Linked DNA regions of Mus musculus: region 1 is linked to region 2. The links are chromatin contacts, called in public HiChIP or PLAC-seq maps. All regions are on one chromosome and are shown on one strand. Each heading gives the region's core, a stretch centred on a gene start, on an enhancer-like site or on the middle of the called end of the contact. The rest is flanking DNA. Distances are from core to core; before and after follow the strand shown.

What was found. HiChIP or PLAC-seq counts read pairs in DNA pulled down with a chosen protein or histone mark.
Region 1: an H3K27ac HiChIP or PLAC-seq map of embryonic stem cells shows a contact between it and region 2, with 6 read pairs. The contact joins the promoter of Hhla1 here to the enhancer-like site in region 2. A contact is called at or near these places in 4 of 39 promoter capture datasets (the 3T3-L1 cell line, cranial neural crest, embryonic stem cells and 1 more), 1 of 484 Hi-C or Micro-C datasets (nephron progenitors), 1 of 115 datasets of contacts at active chromatin or transcription factors (embryonic stem cells) and 2 of 9 other capture datasets (adipose tissue and pancreatic islet).

The regions. Positions count from the first base shown.
Region 1 is chr15:65,972,036-65,978,131 of GRCm38.p6, forward strand. Hhla1 (HERV-H LTR-associating 1) reads right to left here and starts at 4,769. Exons shown (of 17, transcript NM_001145096.1): 1 at 4,714-4,769; 2 at 726-823. The coding sequence starts at 804.
Region 2 is chr15:65,892,199-65,898,387 of GRCm38.p6, forward strand. Oc90 (otoconin 90) reads right to left here. Exons shown (of 15, transcript NM_010953.2): 5 at 5,468-5,642; 6 at 154-266. Among named protein-coding and RNA genes, the nearest start is that of Oc90, 17 kb to the right of the region's middle. Within about 2 kb of position 4,588, at least 11 of the 459 cell types and tissues checked have an H3K27ac peak or open chromatin away from gene starts, as enhancers often do. A contact at or near this core is called in embryonic stem cells and stem cell-derived epiblast-like cells, where this site is marked.

The DNA.
Region 1 (6,096 bases), core at 3,519-6,018, 80 kb after region 2:
AGAAGGGAATCCAATAGTGTAAAGGGTAGTAATTACAAAAAGTGCTTTGAGTGGAGTGTGACCATGGATGACAGGAAGCCTGATCTCGGCACAGGAATGTGGAAGTCTTTCCTGGGAGGGCAAGGTGAACTGAGATCGGAGAAGGAACAATATATGGGTAGGTAGGCTCTAAGTGGTAGAGTGCTGTCCTACATACAGTCTCAGTCCTACATTACCTGTGAGCATCTTTCTGAAGAGCTGACTGAAGGTCAACATGTTGGGGCGTCAAGAAAAAAGGAGGTGGGCATTTTATGGGATCTGGTGAAGATGAGGTAAGCAAGATCATTCGTAGCAACGAAAGACCTTGGATTACTATCTAAACAGAAATAAGAATCATTGAATCATTTGTGTGGGAACCGTGGAACAATATAATCAAGTGTAATCATCTGTATCCAAAGGTCACTTAGGCTGACAAGTGCAGAATGGTACAATAGAAGTAGTGAACTAGTTCAGAATACTCCCTTGGTGGGAGAGCAAATAAAGACTGGTGCTGTGAACAAGGATGGAAGAGGGACAGACTTCTGTGGTGCTCAAGCACGAAAGGCCACAGGAAAAGTAACAATGCGATTAGCATTTTGATCAAAACACTTAAGATTATGCATTGAAGCATTGCTGTTGGGTTTCTTAAAGCACAGTAAGTAGCACCCTCATAAAACAGAATAGATACAAGGAAGTGAACAGCTCACCTGCATTCCAGAGAAAGAGGATACAGGCAAGGCCCATACACAGCCTTATTGGAGGACAATGAAGCAGGAAGCTCTGCATGCTTGGAAGCCTTGACAACCTGGGAGCAAAACATTAAGCTCTTAGAGGAAGCTAGCCTTGCTTAGTGAGCACTCTGATGTAGAATGTTCTGGAAGCGGTGTTGGGGAATCATTGGAATATAATCTCATCAGGAAAGGTTTAGGTTGTGCTGAGATTTAAAAAAAAATGGGTTCCATAATTTCTTTGGCTTAATTTTGAAACAAAGCTCATTTTTGTTAATGCCCATATTTGATTATGAACCGTTGGAGAGGAAGCTCTGGCTCATATTACCAAGGAGCCATGGTTACCAAGGAGCCTTATTGTGTGGACTCTACCAATTTGTAGCTTTTAACCTGTCAGCTGTAGATTCCTTAGCTTTGGTGATGGTGGGAAGGGCATAGCTTGTGGGTCTCGGAACAGCCCTCATGTGTTGGCAGAAAGGGATGTTTATTTCTTAGTTACAGTCTAAGTCAGAATCATGGGTCTACTCTGAGTGACTGCAGGGATCTGGGAATATGGGAGGTTTACCTGTGTATTTTAGGGGCATTCATGTAGTTTCCAAGATGAGAAATAGCCTCTAAAGACAAAATAGTACTATTAACAATACTCTTAATATATTAAATGTTAAAATTATGAATGTCGGTAACTCTTGCAACTTGCCTGACTCCGTGGCATCTGTGCCAACCATCTCTGACAGTTTATTCTGCAGCATGACAGCTAAAGTAGGAAAGAATATGCTAATGACCAAAAAGTTATTGAGCACTTTCTGTGTGTCACATACCACACAGAACACTTGATGTACATTTTCCCACAGTGAAGCCAGATTGTCTGCCCTAAATTGAAGTCAGCATTGTCTTCAGCTTAGGGGCATGAGAATATGCATAGGATGAAATCTTTCCTCCAGGACCAGGCAACATTTCTGTGCCCTGCTGATCTTTATGTATAAAATAGACAGTTGCAAGTGTATTCTGAAGTGAAAACAGGATCATGAAATCCAACAACTAGTGCAATTGTTGGTCTAGAAAGGGTGTCTAAGGATCTCAACTGTCTATCATGCCATTACCCTTGGCTCTTTTCTCCCTCCCCTTCATTGTCTGCATTAGCAGAACTTCAGATCGACCCAGATGATGAGAAAATACAAGTTCATGCCTGAAGAAGTCGCTATTTCTATTTCTGCAACAGCTACACATATTTTATTGATTGCTGATCATCATGTCAGCAACTTCCATTTACTAAAAGTAAATGTGTTAAACTTCATTGCTTTAAGACCATGATTTCTGCTGATTTTTGTCCATGGAGGAAAATGTAATTTCCTCCATGGGTTTCTGTCCATCTCCATTGGACAGAATCCACTACGTGTCTGGCAGAAGGTAAGCAGAATCAGCAAGTGAGAACAGAGAAAGCTCAGTTAAACTAAGCTTGAGACAAGCAAAGAGTGTTATTTTAGGCTTTCCCACTCAGTGCTTGAGACAAGCCTGACTTGGAGAGGCAAAGGGTTCTTGAAAGAATTTCAGGCTACCTGACTGTTTAACTAAAGATGTGATGCTCAAAAGGGTTGGTACTCCAACAAGCAAACAAATACTTTCCTCCATGTGAGGGGCTCGTAGTCCTCAACGCTTATAAAATCTATATCACCTCTCAAATATTTTTCTCTGAAACTAAATTATCATTATTTATCTCATTTCCCATGGCTATTATTATAATATCTGCAATCCACTGCTCCTTCAGTGACACTTGCAAAGAAGTAAATCAGCAAAAATAACGACTTACAGTAAAGCCCCGAGGGATTAAGCCACCCGAAGACATGACACTTTTGCGCATGGATTATTTTGAGTTGAAAGCTATTGAGAATTGACAGGCATAGGAAGTAACCTTTTCAGTGATTCCTTTATCTGACAAAATGCACATATTTCCCAAGAATGGATTGTGCCATAATTTTCATGTCCAGAAAGATTTTCATGGTCATAAAGAAGATGGAAAATTGGCACTGAGTACAGTTTGCACACAGAGCTCACCTTAAAGTGAGCCTTGTCTTCAGTCTGTTTCCCCCATGGATTTAATGTCCCACCTCTTGAAGCTGCAATGACCCTTTCTTTGATTATATTTCCTCTCACAGCTTCATTGACCTCTTACTAAAAGAGTATGTAAAACTCTGGATCTAGTTGCCTCTTTCCCAAGAATGGATTTTCATTTTAAGTCTGTGAAGACTGACATAACCATATGGGACACCACACTTCATTTAATCGAACTTTGTTAGTTCAATTTGTAGCTCCTCAGGCATTGGTACTAAGATTAGAGGAAATATTACTTTTTTGTTGGTAGGCTAGATTCCATGCACTAAGCCTCCATGTTTACACACAGTCTGTGTGTATTATTTTATATGCCTATCATATTAGATAAATAAGACCTTTTGTGTAATATCAAAACAAAAAGATCAGAGGTGGACCCCTTGGCTCATAACCACATGGTTTCTTAAAGGAGAACCATGTGTGATGGATCATGTCTATAAACCCAGCCTTCAGGCAGTTGAGACAGGAGGATCATTCAGAGTTCAGAGCCAGACTAAGCTACAAAGGAAGTTTCAGGCCAGCCTTAAATACAGTGTGAGAACCTGTTTCAAACCAATAAAAAATATAAAGCAAAATCAAACCCCAAACAAAAACAAAAAACCCAAGTCCAAACCAACCAAACACAACATTTAACAACAGAACTGGAAATTCTTTCCTACCTGCAAAAATCCTCCCCAGAAAGTCATGGAAAGGACCCGATGCTAAACAACAAAATTGATGACTTCCGAGTATTTGAATGGATGGAAGGGTTAGAAGCCCAGAAACTCCCAAGAAGACAGATAAAAAGATGTGACTTGAGACCAGTGGGTCAAGATCCATCTAAGAGTCTTATGATACATCCTTATTTTTATCAACAAACAGCTGTAGTATTTTTGGCATATACAGTAAGATCTTAAAATTTAGAGTCTAGGTAAACATTTTATGGCTTCCAGTTAATACAGAGCACAGATTAATGTATGGTTTGAACTCACAAGCAAGTCTACCTTTCCCATTGCACTGTGAAAGGCTTAAGATAGCCCTTCGATGCAGAAATCTCAGTGGCTTAGAGGGAAAAAATGTTCACAGGTGCCTGAACAGCCAGAGTGAATGTGAGATATTTAATTCTCCATGTATCTTTATGATCACTTGCTCATCTTGTTTCTAGCTTAGAACCAGCTTCCTCTTCTTGAAGAGGAAGTAGAGGCTGGGTTAATAATTGCTCAAGGCCATTACGATGGTGATAACAGCCCGAGATTTTAATCCCAGACAGCCACCACCACAACCTTTAGAGCAACTCAAACAGGTGAGGAGCTGTCTTTTCAAAATATCTATTGAAGAGGAAAAGATGCCACCTTGACATTAGTTGCTATTATTGTCATTCCATAGTCTGAAGAAAATGAAGTCTAGAGAGCATTCATTTCAAGGCAAGAAGACCAGAAAAGCCGGGGGGTTGGGGGGGTTGTCTGTTTACTGTCTGAGTCCGTAACAGAGTTGAGATTTACTTAGCTCAGAAAGTTAAATTTGGCAGCAGCTACATTGCTGTTAGACACATCTCGGGGCATTCTTCACTTATTGGTTCAATTTCTTGGAATGAAGATCATATTTTCTTTATCTCAGAAGTGAGGACAATCAATCTGTCCCCCCACTGGCTCAAGAATGCCTTAAGATCCTAATCAATACCATAGAGGAAATGGGCAGCCACAGATTGTGATCAAAGTATGCACTCTTCACTCAATGTGCTGAAGATCTGGCAGAAAGGACTCTTCTATCTGTCAGCCTGCAGGAGCCAGAACATAGGAATTACAGCATTCCTTAGCTGAACTCACGCTTTTGGGGCGAGGAGTCCAAAGGCAGCTTAAAATATCTATAGTATACAACTCACCGGTCTCCTGAGCAGGATGAATGACTTCAAAGAATTTAGACAGCCAAGAAGATTAGCAGTGAGGTCAGAATGGTAGGATTTATATGAGTTCTTAGTGAAAGATACAGGGCGGGGCAGGGTTGGAGGAGTGGGGAAGGCTTGATAACTTTGCTTTAAATCCTCTGGGGGGAGGGGACGGGGGAAGGGGGGAGGGATAATAATCTTCCCCCAAACTTGGGGCAGTGAAAGAGGATCATCTCCATCAGAGAAAAATGCCTGTGTGATAAGCTGAATAGAATCCGTGAGCTGAATGACAAAGCAGCGATTCAGTCAGGGATGGGAAAACTTTCCGGAGAGTAATTACTCTGTGGAGGGAATAGCACAGCAGGAAGCAGGCGATGAGTCTCCCTTCCTGTCCTGGTCATCTTTGGGCACAACATCATCTGGCACACAGCCAGCCAGAGTCTTGTAAAGAAGTGTGTCCCGGCTGAGGTCAAGGATGGCAGGTACCAAGAGCAGGAGACTCAAGCCAACCAACTGCTCATGTGCACAAGGCTTTGAACGAGGGAAAGATGTCAAGGTTTTAAAAGTCAGGGGAACTAAGCAAAGGAGACTATTCTGTTGACATAAAAACCACATAGACAGATTTTAAGGCTGATAGGTGCTGTGTAGAATAAAAACACTAAATGAAGTAAGGTTGTTTTTCCTAGACCCTGAATTGTCCCAGTAAGCTAGTCAGGGCCCAGGCCCACAGGCCTGCGTGTTTCTGTTTAGGTAGAAGCTCTTTTGCCCTTCCTCTGGAAGAAAAATTAAGTTCCAACTCCTCCATCCTAGTAAACGCAACTCTGGCAAGTAAAATAAGGTAAGGTAGTTGAGGTGCAGGGCAGCAGAAGCGTCTTTAGGATTTAGAATTCTGCTTTTCTCTGGGGTTTCAGCAGGGAGTCATGATGACTGAGGTCAACACCCCAAATGACAGCTGAATCTAACATCTAATGCTTGCTCTTTTACAAACCAACCAACCAACCCAACAAGTAGCAAAAAAGTCATCAGAAGTGTGTTTATTTACAATTTTGGTGAGAACTAGGAAGAGAAAACTTCTCAGGATCTCTCTACTTTTCCTAAACCAAGGGCTGCAGTTTATAGAAAAGACGAGAGAACAGGAGCTAGGAGACATGCATGTGTGGATTCAGCTGTGAGACAAGTTACCAGAATCTTTTTCTCTGGAAGTTCCTATGTGACTTCCAGGACATCAGGGTGTAATCACTTCAGCATGAACGTTTCGGTTTGTGGTGTGTGTGTAGGCCATGTTTAACCCAGTCATCATCTATTACTTTCTGCTTTGTTTTTGAGACACAGTCTTTCACAGAACCTTGCAGGGAGGCCCCAGGACCCTGCTGTCTCTCC
Region 2 (6,189 bases), core at 3,338-5,837:
TCATTGCACATTAGCTATGTGTGAACCACAAATGCATCAATCAATTATGTTTCAGCAATGGCACCGATGATGGTGGTGTCAGAGCAGATGGATCCCACGTGGACCACATTGGTCATTTCGTGCCCCTGCTCTGGGAGGCCTGAAAATGCTCACCACATGTGATCTGTTTGTTGGTGCAATCCACATCTGCACTGAGCTTGGCAGGGTCTTGGAGACAGTCCATCTCAACAGCTTCCTCATAGCACCTGCGATGCTGGAAGCAGCAGCTGAGACAGGTGGGGCAGGATCAAGAGAGACCGTGGTTAGGATCCAGACAGGCAGGCACGCTGAGATCATGCTGATGTCTGGATGGTATCTGGCACTGACCTGTTTCAATGCTCAGTCAGTGTGCACATGCACACACCATGCACACGTGCCACCTGCTGTCCTACATGCTTCAGATGGAAGTGTGCATCACCTTTGCCCAATGTGCAGTTGGATGTGGTGAGCCACATGGCCCTAGATCTCAGCTGGAGGACATAGTGTAAAAATGGTCCAGGGAAGAAGAAGATGGGCTGGTATACCAGGCCGTGTCTGAACACTTGCTTTGGATGCTACTTTTGCTATTGTCACCACATTCTGCATTCACCCGAGTCAGTATAAATAACAGAAGTTGCCCCTCTCCATCTGCCTCTGTCACTCTTCTTGGCCTCACACGGGAGCTGACGTCTCTAAAAAAAATCCACCTTTGCTAGAGATTTCAGGGGTACCTCTATGACTTGCTTAAAATAACCAGTGGTGACAAAGCCAAGGCTATTTTGTAGGGTAATTTCACATCCCTAAACAAAGAAACCAACACTGAAAGTCAGCTATCTATCAATCATTCATGCACTGGAGAGGCAGGAAGGTTACAAGTTCAAGACATGTCTGGGCTATATAGGAAACTCTGCCTCAAGAAGGCAGAGAAGGATAGGGATGAAAAGAGGTATATATAAGATGAAAAGAAAAAGAAAAGAGAGCCATGAGGATGAGAAAGAAGGGGTGGATTAGCCTTTAATCAGGGTCAAGGTGAGAGAGACCCCAGCAACTATGCAGAAAACAGAAAGTGGCAGTAGTCACTGAGCCAGAGAACATTTCAGTTTGCTATATGTGGATTCCTGTGTGAGATGCACAAGTCCTCTTGCAGCACAGGTGGTTTCCATATTGCAAAATTGTCTCTCTCCTACCATGTCCATGCATGAGAGATCTATGAGAGAATTTGAGATGCTACTCAATGATAAGCAAGTGATGAACAGGGAAGGAGCTTATGCTCTGTGGGTCTGTTAGGAATCTATCAGTGAGAAAGAGTAGCGTCTGTAAACAGCAGCTTGGATTATGTGTGATGGTGATATTAAAAGAAACATTAAAGGTAACATTTTAATGCAAATATGCAGTTCTTTTCTGCATGTGCAAACAGGACCTTCAGGACCCAGGGACCCAAGGGACTATTATGAGTTTACACAGTGAGATGGGACAGAGTATCTAGTATACATCAGTCCTGAGGAAAGTATAAACATGTACTACAGTTAATGCTTGACATAGCTTGCAGGGTGTTGTTGAGGATCAAACACAGAATAAAATCCGAGCTAGAGAAAAGCATGAACTAAGGAAGTCTGCGGTCTTTGGTTGCAAATAGGGGAGCCCTCAGACTTCAGGAGAATGTGGGAGGTTCTAAGGCATTGAGAAGACAAAACTGTCTGAATACCAGGGAAGGGAGACAGCCATTCTCTTACAGACTGACTTACAGACTGACTTACAGACTCCAGGCTAGGAGCTACTGCCTCTCTTAGTATGGGCAGAGTTATGGGTGGCTACCTTTCTCTGAGGTCCTGGGACACAGGAAGAGGAAAAATGAGACCTCATTTGTACTAGCAGCCTTGATGTTCAAGTTTGTGGTACAAGGAGGTGATGACTGGGGTTCTGCAGCTGGACAAGCTCCAGCAAACACCAGGCATTTGCCTTGGGCACAACGTTACTTATCTATTTTTAAAAAACTAACCTTACATGAGTCTCATGGTAATAGCTGACACCTTTGAGTATTCTAGCAACTGCTCCAAGCATTTACAAGTAATGTTCTTCTAGTGACCCTGCTGTGCATGGCAAGTCTGGAGACCAGGGCCCAAGCAGGGGAGGATGGATATGTTGCCAAGGAAGCTACAATGGGAACAGGATGTGGAATTGGGATGGCAAAGATGCTGCTGCTTATCACTGTCTGTTTCTCAGAGGGAATGAGGAAGATGCTCATCACTGCTTTTGTTACAGCAGCTAACATTTGCTGAGCTCTAGCTATGTTCTTCCTTCTCTGAGCACTGGATAAATACAGCACTTCTCAACCTCCCCTGAGTGCTGCTCAGCAGGTGTGACCACAACTGTGAATATTTATATATGCAGACTCTTGAGAAGCACAGCTCTATAGCCTGGCCAAGGCCACCCAGCAAGGTGGCACTGCTATAAGTAAGGTTCAGGGAAGCAGTCAGTGGCGAACACTGCAACAAAGAAAACATGCGGAAGGATGGTGACCTTCAGTACATTTTGTTCTCATCCTGCCTATGGAGGATTTCTTAGATTTAAGAAAACATCTATTTCAATAAACAGCAGCAGGGAATCAAGGTGTGTAAGTTCAAGACAGAAACAACCTGTCTTCCAGGGTGTTTGGAAACACCCACCCTATTGACCAAAATGGACAAAGTAACTGAAATTAGATTCCACCTTGGGAACATAAGACCTTTGATCATTCTTTCTGGGTAGGAGGCAGTGATGAATGACTCCTTTATTTATTTGACTTCTTGGTTTATTGGGTGTTCAAAGCATTAAAGGAAGCCGGAATGAGGACTTAACAGAAAATTATGTTCTTAGAATTGGACCTGACTTCACATGCCCTGCAGAACCAGTCCTTTAGCATCCCAGTGTCAACTACCTTGACCCTGGTCCCTAAATTGGAAAACTAGCCCTTTGTTCCAAATGCAACTTGTATCTTCTCCTGTAGGTTTGAAAGGAAAGTAGAGATGGTTCATTGTTTAACTGCAAAGCTATTATGCTATGTCAAGCAAGAACATATCCTTTTCAATGCATTCATTTTTAAGCTATGAAAAAGAATTAAAAGTTGGTCACTTCCTCAGTCAGTGGGGTCACTAGGACCGGAGTAAAAAGAAAGAGCATAGTGTGCTCCCTCCTTAGAGGACAACGAGTGGACTCCAGAGACAGACCGTGTGCTTGCACTTGCCTATGGAGTAGATACAAGCAAAAGCTCCACGATGTGAAGAACAGAGAACCAAGGCAACTGGAAAAGGACACCTTTCAAGAAATGCCAGGGCAAGTATGAGCTGTCCATCATGGGGCTCCATAGAGTTTCTGTCCCATCTTCTCTGAGCCCACACAGATGAAAAAAAAAAAAGTGCATGCCCTATGGCATTTCATCTGGGTCACAGGATTATGCCAGAGAGATAGGACATTAATTATGAAATAGACTTCAGATCCAGATTCAATTTTCTAGTTCTGATGCTGTTACCATGGTTACAGTCACTCTTACTAATATACTAGCCCTGGTCTTTCCCTGCTATGGCTGCTGCTATTACTACTACTACTTCAGTCTTATTATTGTTGGTATTTGCCATGTACTCTGGTCGAGTCAGCTTGACAGGCCAAGAGGCTTGGAAGCTACTCACGAGGCAAAGAGTTTCACGGAAACTCACCTCCTGGAGTCTGGCGTCCTCTCTAACCCATACATTAATTTTCCATTCCCATGTTAGTCTGGTGTATGGATCCACATGCTCTCTTTTAGTATTATCCTATTATAAGTGCCTTTTAAGATTGAATTCTGACATAGCCAAGCCTTTGCCAGTGTTCCAATGTCCTAGAAAGTCCTTAAGCTGACCATGGGCTTGGAATTTAGGAAAAATGTTGCCTATTGAGTGACATTCAGAATTGCCTCTGATATTACACTATCACTTTGAATAAAAGCTAGGTCACTGCCCTACACAGGAATTTACCATCATCTACGAAGAAGGAAGTTTGAGACCTAAGGAGAAAGTAGAGTAGATACTTAGAACTATAGATAGCTGAGTTACACCCATACACACGTATTTACAATGGCCTAAGGGAAAGGCAGACTATACAATAGACTAAAATAGGAACTATGGCAAGGGCATGAAGCCCTTGACCCTGGCTTCTAAGATTAAGTGAATCTTAGGTGGAGCCTTTGTTGATCCCAGTTGTTAACAATGAATTCTATCCCAGGTGGTTCCTGTTAGACCTTCTGTGTTTGCATTCCTCTGTTTTATGTAAGAATCCAGTAACCTCTTTGTACCTTGCGGGTATGTCACTCAACTTCCTTATTGTCTTCTGTATAAAAAGTTTGATGCTCGATTTGACAAATTACATTCAGATTCTATACAACCTCTCCTGTGTGCATCTGTCTGTCATTCCATCCGACGCTTTGCCCAGCTGCCCCAGAGACCCGTTCCACACAGGCAAAGGGGCCCAGAGGGTCTGCAGCAGACAACTATAGCTACCTCACTACAGTCATTGCTACTACCATCCCTACTGTGACTGCTTCTACAAGCCCAGTCTTGTTTCCATGGTTACTGATACTCTTCACCACCTCATAACTAGGCACAGTCACAGTGCCTCGTTCAGTTAGTATTTAATCATGTAAACCAAAATAGTGACTCCGAAGTAAGCATTACAATTACCTTCACTTTTAAAGGTAAAGAAAATAGAATATAAACAAGTTAAGTGACTGGGTAAGGAGCAGAGAAGGAGAATTGCTGAGTCATGGGTAACAGGGCTTGAATTTGAACACATAGCAACAGATTTCTCAAGTCAGTCAATAGCTCAGTTGGCCCTCCTACTTCCATACTTGTTGACCACACCCCTGTTAAAACTTGCTTAATGTTTTTAGGTTTCAGTTGTCATTGCCCATCTTGCTACTTTGTTCAAGGGTGCAGCTTCCTTGTCCATAGGGATGGAGCATGTCTTTAGTGGCTGTGCATATTTTTTGCATTCTATACTAAGGCAGGAGTAGTGTTTTGATTATCTTTAGCACAGCACACCTGGGTTGTTGTTGTTTATGTTTATTGAAGGTTGGATAGCAACCGCCATAGCTGCTTTTTCTCTAGTTGGCAGAAATGCACTGGATAAGGCTTCCAGGTTCCCCTCAATGTATCTTGTATTGATAGAACTGTTATAATAAGGATCTTATGCTATTAATATAGGGAACCCCATTTTAGAACAACCCTGCAGTATAGTGTTTCCATGACAGAGGCTCTTGTGTACCCACCTACAACAACATCGTTAGTTATACTGCAGTGTGAAGAGATGAGTACCAGTTGCCCTTTAGTAGGTAACAGAATTAGATCTCTCCTGAGTCTCTCCTCTGGGTCTCTGTCTATATTTGTTCCATCCAAGGTGTCATCTGGCTGCAATGAGCTCACCTGTGGTTCATACTTACATATCAGACTCGTCCACAGGCATCCCTTCCATCTCAAACCTACAGGCACAACCATAGTCTTCAAAGTCCCGGGGGCAGAGGCCAGTTACACACCTCATACTGTTTACAAACTGGAGGAGCAGCGGGAAGTTGGTGAAGACAGCCTGCAGCCAGGTGAAGTGGGAACCTAGGCAGTCTGTGGGTGGGGAGAGCAGGTATGGTGGGCACAGGGAACCCAAGTGCATGAGGAGTTTCTTCCTTGGACTTCCTGCAACCCTGGCTGATGTGACATCATGAGTGTAGTTATTATATGCGGTGTAGTCAGTCAAATGCAGCTATGTAGCTCCAGCCATGGTATACCCACTTGATATCTTCCTTACTAACGAAACTGAAAAGTTCTCAGGAAGGTAAGCCAATTTGCAAAATTTCACTATTATTCTTAGCTGGTGGCTATACCAGTGTACCTCCATGACAGTGACTAGGATCTCACTGAGCACATCACCCATATCTGGCCAGAAAAAGACTTAGGAGGGAGTTTGTCAAAGACTTCTGGAAAATATTTGCTTCCTAATACAGAAGTAGAAACATGTAAGAAGGTACCATTGGGACTGGGGAGATGTCCCAGCTTCTAAACTGCTTGCATTCTCAGAATCCATACAATGTCAAGTGGGTATGGCCAATCCCTGTAATTCCAGCTGCAGAGAGCAGAGCCAGTAGATCCCTAGAGCAAGCTGACTAGCCAG